Linked DNA regions of Triticum aestivum: region 1 is linked to region 2. The links are chromatin contacts, called in public Hi-C maps. All regions are on one chromosome and are shown on one strand. Each heading gives the region's core, a stretch centred on a gene start, on an enhancer-like site or on the middle of the called end of the contact. The rest is flanking DNA. Distances are from core to core; before and after follow the strand shown. Region 1 holds the start of LOC123053975 (pentatricopeptide repeat-containing protein At1g77360, mitochondrial). Region 2 holds the start of LOC123053972.

Region 1 (4,311 bases), core at 582-3,081, 340 kb after region 2:
CCTTCAACCCCTAGTCACACCATCTCCACCCTCCCTAACCACGGGACATAGCAGAAAAAGACAGACTTTCCAAAATTAGGCAATGCAACTGCTAGAGTCTACCTCCTTTCGAACAAAACTTCAAGCAGTGGAGCCCAACGATTCCTCATGGTTTCTCAAAATGAATATATAGCCAATAGGGCTAACAATATATAGGCCATGAAAGTAGTAATCTGGAATAATAGTTCCAAGTAGTTTAATTAACTTGAGGCCTAATGAGGAAGTGACATAAGGTCATGAAAATTGGTAGTTTCACACAATAAATGGCAATCATCAAAACAACCAGTGGCATCCAAATGAAAGAAGACATACCTAATGAATTATACCATCAATGTGTTGTTACCGCCGCTTCAACCTTCGTGCAAGTTGGTCATATGTGTGGTGCCTCTCAGCCTTGTAAAATGCTCGCTTCATTTTTTCAATGGTGGACTGGGGCAACTCAATTCCCATGTCAAGCATCTGATCGGTATATTTCTTCACCTCGGCGAACCTGCTAAAGTCGAGAAGCCCAGCTATTAACTCTTTGGCTGATTCCTCAGCCGGAGTAATTTGGTGCTCCACGATGCAGTGCCAAACGTCAACTGCGGCAGATGGGTTAAACTCCTGACAAAATAAGCTGATAGCAGCAGCACAGTTGGAGGCGGAGGGCAGCTGCTCGTTCTTGCTCATCTCCGCGAGGAAACCTTCAGTCTCACGAGCCTTGCGCTGCTTGATGAGCCCCTCAAGTATGGAATTATATGTATCAGAATCTGCAAAGACCCCATTTAAGGGCATTTCATCGAGCATCTGGAAGGCGTAGTCGGTGTTACCGACACTAGAGCAGAGGCCAATTACGGCGTTGTACATTGGGAGATTGGGAACCAGTCCTGCATCCGAGACCATAATTTGCCAGATAGCAATAGCATTGGCATGGTCTCCCTTGCGGACGACAAGGTCGATCGCGTTGGCAAAGAACTTGAGCCCCGGGAGGCAGCCCTTGGTCCGCATCACCTGGAGGAACTTGAGTGCCTCGTTGAACTGGTCCCCTCGCACGAGCGTGGAGAGGAAAGCATCGTAGGCAGGCATGTTGCTGGCGTCCCACCCGACGCGGACGACCATCTCGCCGAAGGTGCTCTTGGCGCGCTGGACGTTCCCCTCCTTCTCCCACGCCTCGAGCAGTATCGCGAAGGTGTCCGCGTCGGGCGCGACCGTGGTCTTGTAGCGTTCGAAAAGCTCCCACGCGGCCTGCCCGCCGCCATCCCGGCGGCACATGGCGGCGAGGAGGGAGTTGAGGGCAACGGCGTCCGGCGTCACGCCGTGGCGCTCCATGACGTCGAAGGCCATGGCGGCTTCCTTGAAGTTGCCGCGCGCGCAGTAGGAGGCGAACATGGAGGCGAATGTGGCGACGGAGAGGAGGCCGCCCTCCTGGCTCATGGAGAGGACGGCGTCCCACATGGGATCGAACATGGCGGCCTTACCGAGGATGTCGACGAGGAGGTTCCAGGCCAAGGGGGTGAGCTGCACGGACGCCTTCGCCCAGCGGAAGAAGCGGACGGCCGATTTGGGGCGGGAGTAGCAGGTTTCGGACTTGAGCACCTGCTCCGCGGCCTCCGCCGTCGGGCCGACGCCGCAGGAGGTCAGCGCCCCCTCCACCTCCCCCATCGGGACGCGGCCGAGGATGTCGAGGAACGCCTCCACGCGCTGGGACCCCTCCCCCTCCCCCTCCCCCTCCGTGCTCTTCTCCGTTGCGCTCATCGGCGGCGGCTGTGCTTTCTTCGATCTGCAGGGTCCCCCTCTACTTTCCCCCTAAATCCTACTCCTACTGTCGATCCTAATTTTGGCCCTCCTATCCAGCGTTTGGGTTTTCTATATCTGAAGAAAAACTGCGTGTTTGTAAAATCCTCAAACTCTGTCGTCTTGGGCCTCCGTCGTTACCTGCCGCGGCTGAAATCTGGCCTGTTTATTGGTTTCGGCGGACAAACCCACGGCTGACTAACTTCATTCCGCATCCTAGCCCAATAATGTGGGAACGACTGTGTTTCGCTTAATTGGAAAAAAAAATAAAGCATCTACTGCTTCTTCTTCTTTTTTTTGAGCGGTAGCATCTACTGCTTCTGGTCGTAGTCACGAAAATTATCCCTAAAATTAATAGAAGTTACCCAACAATGCCACCCGTAAGTGACAAAAATGATTTGTTTTTTATTAGGTGGCCGCCGGTTGCGTCCGGATCATTTACAGCTAGACCCTAACGTTATGACAAGTAGACAAGTAACCTACTGGCTAGGGCGTTGCTCTGCCATCGGGGAGAGTTGGGTTTGATCCCAGGTTCTGACTTTTTTTTGTTGCATTTTCTTCCCGAATATCTATAGTATGATATTATCTTGGCCCAGCTACTTCTTTTAACTTTTATTTTACACAAATTCATTTTTTGCTGAGTTTTCTCCCCGTATATCTATAGTATGATATTATCTTGGCCCAGCTACTTTTTTTACCTTTTTATTTTACGCAAATTCAAGTATTTGTTAAAAAAATATCTTCTAAACGATAATTACAAATTTAACATGTTATATATGAAAACCGCTCAGAAAAATATATAGAATATAATATTATCTTGCATGTTATAATTGTTAAAAATTTTGTTTATGATGCACCTTTAGTTGGTACTTTTCTTTTCTATACCTATATATATAACATACATTTCTTACTCCTGTTTTTTCATACATAAAGAAAAGAAACAGAAAAAATCGTCCATCATTCAGCTTTGATTTATTTGGCTCATCGGTCGCACGTCTTGCACATAGGTAATGGGCCCGGCCCTCCGCCCCAGTGCAATTGAGTATTTTCCTGCAGGGGGCGCCCATGGTCATTATGAGATAAAGAATTATGTCGCAGAAAAAATTAATTTATTCCTGTGATCTCGAACCCGAGATCTCAACCATCGTTTAGTTGGTTGCAACCAATTGAGCTGGGTTATCTATTAAAAAATGAAGGCTTAGTGTGGGACCGTAATGTGCGACAAAAATAATGCAATCAGAAAGGTGAGAGGCGCTATGTAAGCGTCGAGTTGCATGCAACGAACTAGGGTTGTTTCGCTCGGATGCGAACTTTTTTTTATTGATCTTCAAACATATGAAGAGATGGTGTAAAACACGTTTAACAGAACCCTTTTTTTAAGATTTTTTCACGACCTGGTGCAAATTTCAAGCATTGTTTCAACATAAAAATAATGCCGTGGTATGAGGCTCTTTAAGATCAGAATCGTCGTTCGAAAACCATACCAAAAGTATTGTATGTGTAGCATGCTTCTTAATGTAGTACTACTTATATAAATTTCTGCTGGCACCGTTCGAATGTTCTTCCGCCGTGTTGATGGTTATTTTGATGGACACACCAATTAACTCTCTCATTGCAACGCACGGTCATATGTGCTAGTAATTGGCAAAATGTGAGGAAAACCCTATACGACATGTGTTGCATCAAACTGCTGAGGATTCGCACAGAGAGCTAGCGACGAGAGAACAAGGTGGGCCGACCAGTTATGAGATAAAACACGCTACAGTTCTGGTTTTGGGAACCTCTGGAGGTTTCCTAATCAGTTTTGGAAGCTTCTAGAAGTTTCTTGGTCGGTTTTGGAAGCTTCTAGAACGTTCCTGAACCACTTTTTATTTTTTTGCTTTTTTTATTTACATTTTTTCTTAATCTGGTTTTCTCTTTTTCTTTTCTTCCTTTTTCTATTTTCTGTGATATATTTTCTTTCTTTTTTCTTTTTTTATTTAATTTGTAATTCTTTTTTCTACTCGTTTTTGTGTTCCCATTTTTCTCTTTCAGAATTTCAAAATTTCAAACAATGTTCAGAAGTTCAAAAAATCATGTTTTTTAATTTCTATTCAGAAATTCAAAAACATTTGTGATTTCTAAAAAATGTTCACGTATTTGAAAACATTTTCACCTTTCAAAAAATGTTCGTGTTTAGAATTTTGTTCACAACTTCAAAAAGTGTTCTTGATATTTAAAAAATATATGCATATTTGAAAAACATGTTCGCCTTTCAAAACATGTTCATAAGTTCAAAAAATGTTGTTGTTTTCAAATTTTGTTCACAAATTCAATAAATGTTCATAATGGTCACATTTTTAAAATTTGTTTGGAGTTTCAGATTTTGTTCACAGATGCAAAAAACAATGTTCCCCTTTGTCCAAAATGTTCCTTTTGTCAAAAAAATCATAAATTTAAAAAAGTTCCTGGCTTTAAATTTGTTTGTTTGTCAAAAAAATTGGGAATTGAAAAAATGTT
Region 2 (4,344 bases), core at 1,079-3,578:
GTTTATACAGCACAGCCTAAACTACCTGAACAGGCAAACTGGGTTCTAGCTCACTGGATGCATATGGAGTAACCAACCGACTCAAATTATGTCTTACCTAAAACAATTCAAACTATCTTCTCTGTCTCTAACCTGTCTGTCTATCTAGATACATAGACCTGCTATTATCCCGTCATACAAGGATACAACTCTTCAGTTCCTAAACATCTCATCTCCTAATGACTATCCTCCACCTGTCCTAATCTCCTTGATATTCACGAATAACTTAGGTGTTCCTCCTGCTTGTTTTTGTATGGCCGACCAACCAGCCATAATTTTTGTACAGATAAAGGGGTGTGTTTGACCTAAAGCTCATAGCAGTATACCAAGATAGCCCTTGCAATTTACATATCCAGGGTGTGGCAATTCTTTCCACAGGTCTTGCTTAGAAGTTTATTACTCCACAAAACAACTTCACATTGGACAGCATACTGATTTTGAAACGAGAATAGGTAGGGCGAACTGCCTATCTTGGACCATTTTTTTTTGCGTGGAGCCTATCTTGGACTTATAGAAGAGCGTGGACTTGACCACCAAGATCCTTTACGATACCACTAAGCCACGTAAGTGTCACCTGGACAACACGTTATGAACACCAAAATTTTGAACCTTCGCTGCATGTGACAATCAACTCATCGTGGAACCAGATGCTAAGTGTTCAATTGATGTTATGCACATAGTTTTTAGGATGAGTGTCCATTATGCATATGCATATTTGAAAGCTATTTGCAGGGTCTATGTCACTACTCATGCCTGGCTAGGATCTGAAATCGAGTTGTTGAAACTCTTCATTGTAAGCATTTCAGGATGAACGAGGCAAGCCTATGACCTGTAGCAACTTATGATTTTCCTACCGAGCAACCAAGAGTATCCTCTGTCCTCCAGAAATTAGCCTTCAATCCAGTCCATGTACAATTTCAACAGGCATGGGAGAAAACTATATACGTTTCCAATGCCACTGGCCAGAATCAGGAGGTGCTAAGGGTGCTTGGTTAGGGGGGTATCCCTGGATGGGTTGCGGATATCCATCTCGTATCAAAAGTATTCAGATTCTTCATGAGAAGTATCCAGGTTTCAGAGGAACATGCCGGACATGAGATGTATAGTCATCAATTTTTTAGTCTAGGATGTAATCTGGCTATAAGGATTTCAACAAAAAATGGATAACCACATGATGATTTGAAAATGATGATTTTATCCTCAACATATTAATTCATTATGTTAAACTAGAAATTTGACAAGTTCACTAATTGTATCCTGAAAATGGCCTGACCCACATTAACATATTAAGGGAGGACCATCAAAGCTGGTGAGTGAACAATGCAATGATCAAATCATGCATCCAATCCAAAAACGTCGCATGCCCTACTTCCAAAAAAGTAAGAGCACAAACTCAGGTGGTTCTAATAGCCTACTTTTACAGTTTCAGTATCAACGTAAATGTAGCTAGGAAAGTTAACTACAATCAGGGCCAAAATAATATGCTGCTCTTCAGTATAGATTGTCTCCACAAGGATATAAGGTGAACCCAGGGCGATACCAAATCATGGTATCAAGGCATCAGATTGCACATTCCAGTACCATCTCAATCCTAAGCGATTCCATCATCAGTCACATGTGAGTTTTCCTTTAATTCTTTACTGTTTTTTTAATTTGTCTGCGAGGACAACAGCATGCATAATTTGGCAATGAAATGCGAAACAGCAAACGAAAAAGTTAGAAATGGAATCAGCAGGGCGTACCGCCGCAGCAGAAGCAGCAACAGCAGCACGAAAGTAGCATGGCGGCGTCGCAGGCGAGCTCGACCGCGGTGGCCACCATCGACGACGAGCGGCCCTCGAGCAGCGGCGCCTGCTGTTCGTCCCCGTCCTGGCCCTGCCGCCCCTGCCCCTGCCCCTGCGCGCGCTTCTTGTTGGCGAGGTTGAACTCCAGCTTCTCCAGGTAGGCGTGCTTGAACGAGTCCCGGATCCGGAGCGACGGCCACAGGTGCATCTTCGCCGGGCGAGGAGGGGGCGGCGGCGGGGGCTGGCCGGGCCGGGGATTGTCTTGATCTTAGGGATCACGGGGGTCGGCTCGGAGGAAGGCGGAGGAGAAGCGTGAGATTTTGGCTTCGGACGGTGCGGGTTGCGGATTTGGGATCGGATGACGGGACGGCACGGCACGCCGATGGCGAGCATGCGCGGCGGGGTGGGGTGGAATCTGCGAGAGCGAGACCTCCTCTTCGCGCTCACGCGCTGCTCGCCTGTGCCTGCCTGGCCCAACAAAGGCGGACGGTCCCTCGCGTCGCTCGCTCGGGTCGATGGTTCATCGGTCAGCGTTAACCGGTCACCTGTGACCAGTCCACCGTTTTGACTTTTGTAAAAAACAAATCTAAAAAATTCGGGGAAAATTAAAAAAACAAAAAAAAATCATAGATTTGCAATAAAAAGTTCACGAGTATGGGAAAAAATATACTCCCTCTGTCCCATAATATAAGAGCATTTTTGACACTAGTCTAGTGTCAAAAACGTTCTTATATTATGGGACGGAGGGAGTATTTGAAAAAGTTTATGAAATTTCAAAAAGGTTCCTAGATTTTTTGGGAAAAAATCACAAATTTGATTTTTTTCCTTGATTTTGGATAAAGTTCATTTTTTTGAAAAGTTCATAAATATGAACAAAGTTCATCAATTTTAAAAAACAATTTTGAAAAACAAGATTCATGAATTTGATAAAAGTTTGCGGATTTTGGAAAAAGTTCATAAAAATTGAAAAGAGTTCGTGAATTCAAAAAAAATCATGGATTTGAAAAAAACACAAGTTTTGTAGAAAGGCTCACGAATTTGAAAAAAACACAAATTTTAAAAAGAGAAGAGAAAAATAAAAATAAAAGAAAAAGGGAAAATAAAACAGAAGAAACCCGGTCAAGAAACCAAATAACAAAAAAGAAAAAACCGGTCGGAAGCTTCCCGAATCCGGCCTAGGAAGCTTCTGGGAGATTCCTCTAGTGCATTAAGATGGGTTGGCCCATAAATCAAGAGAAGAGAGAGAGAGAGAGAGAGAGAGAGAGAGAGAGAGAGAGAGAGAGAGAGAGAGAGAGGGGCATTGCGTACCAAATAACCAATAATGGGTGCATAAGGCGTCAAATAGGATTTGGCGGAATCTGCACTGATCACTTCAAAATATGTGCTGACAACGTGGAACACAAACCTAGCCATATGGGCCATGCCTCCCGGACCGGCTTGCGGGCACGAATTTTTGGCCTGGCGTTGGTCGGGCATGTCATGCGAGTAAAAGGGCCGGACCGGCCGACCTTCGCCTGGCCATGGAACAAGGCCGATCTTCGAAGCCAAGCCTTAAGGCCAGACGACACGACCATTTTAGTTTTTTCCCCCTTAATTTTTTAGTTTTTTTAAGTTTTTTTGTATTTTCCTTAGCTTTTTAGACCGAAACGCAACAATTTCCTGCCTGCAACTGTTTCGTGTCGGGCTGGGTTTTTTATCTGGGTTGCCAGGCCTTTGGGTGTGCCGACCCATATGACCAGGTTTGGTGGGACTGTGACGGGAGGAAATTGGACGGCTAGGACATCAGCTCATGATGAGGATATAATATTGTATTTATTTTTTTATAAATCTTCTAGTGACATTTCAATTAGTGATATTCTTAGCCTCAGTTTGCGGTTGCTGAATGTTATAAAAAAATAAGCACAAGAGTGGGAAAAAGCATAATATTGTGAGTCAAGGGTCGAGATGTGAGTACTTGAGAGACGTCGACGATGAGTGAAGCAAGAGGGTTCCCTGGGATGCTTGGATCCATCGGGTATATGCACGGGAAATTGAAGAGTTACCCGCAACAGAATATGGCAATTCATTAGTCATTGACATGATCCAACCATCATACTCAAAAGCGGTTTCATCCAAAGATATATCGATTTAGACTTTCTCCTTTGGGATGCCTAGCTCAAGTAACTAGACCAATGTATTGTAAATATATCATCTATTTGCAAGGGTGGTTGCAGTGGAAACTCCACCATACAACTACAAAGTCGATGGTCATGACTATAATGTGGGATACTAAGATGCCAACTATTTCGCTTGATGGATCTTTTTCGAAACAATATCAAACCCTCAAGGTAACAATAGAATCCATAATGCAAGGTTTTGTGGGAACAACTGTGATCCATGAGAAAGTTACTAACTGACACCACAAATTTCTTGAGATCAACTGAAGGATAGAAGACATGTCATTAGATGAGTATCTCCACGATAACCTTGTTGAACATATATGCATACGTGATAGTAACATGTGCAACAGTTTTGTGACGTT

What was found. Hi-C and Micro-C count contacts between places; a contact is called where the count stands out from the background.
Region 1: a Hi-C map of leaf shows a contact between it and region 2, with 4 times the contacts expected there. The contact joins the promoter of LOC123053975 here to the promoter of LOC123053972 in region 2. A contact is called at or near these places in 4 of 5 Hi-C or Micro-C datasets (leaf and an unstated tissue) and 1 of 1 datasets of contacts at active chromatin or transcription factors (leaf).

Annotation. Positions count from the first base shown.
Region 1 is chr2D:482,744,129-482,748,439 of IWGSC CS RefSeq v2.1, forward strand. It overlaps LOC123053975 (pentatricopeptide repeat-containing protein At1g77360, mitochondrial), which reads right to left and starts at 1,832. Exons shown (of 2, transcript XM_044477603.1): 1 at 352-1,832. The coding sequence starts at 1,773. The coding sequence ends at 379.
Region 2 is chr2D:482,408,149-482,412,492 of IWGSC CS RefSeq v2.1, forward strand. It overlaps LOC123053972, which reads right to left and starts at 2,329. Exons shown (of 2, transcript XM_044477600.1): 1 at 1,782-2,329. The coding sequence starts at 2,031.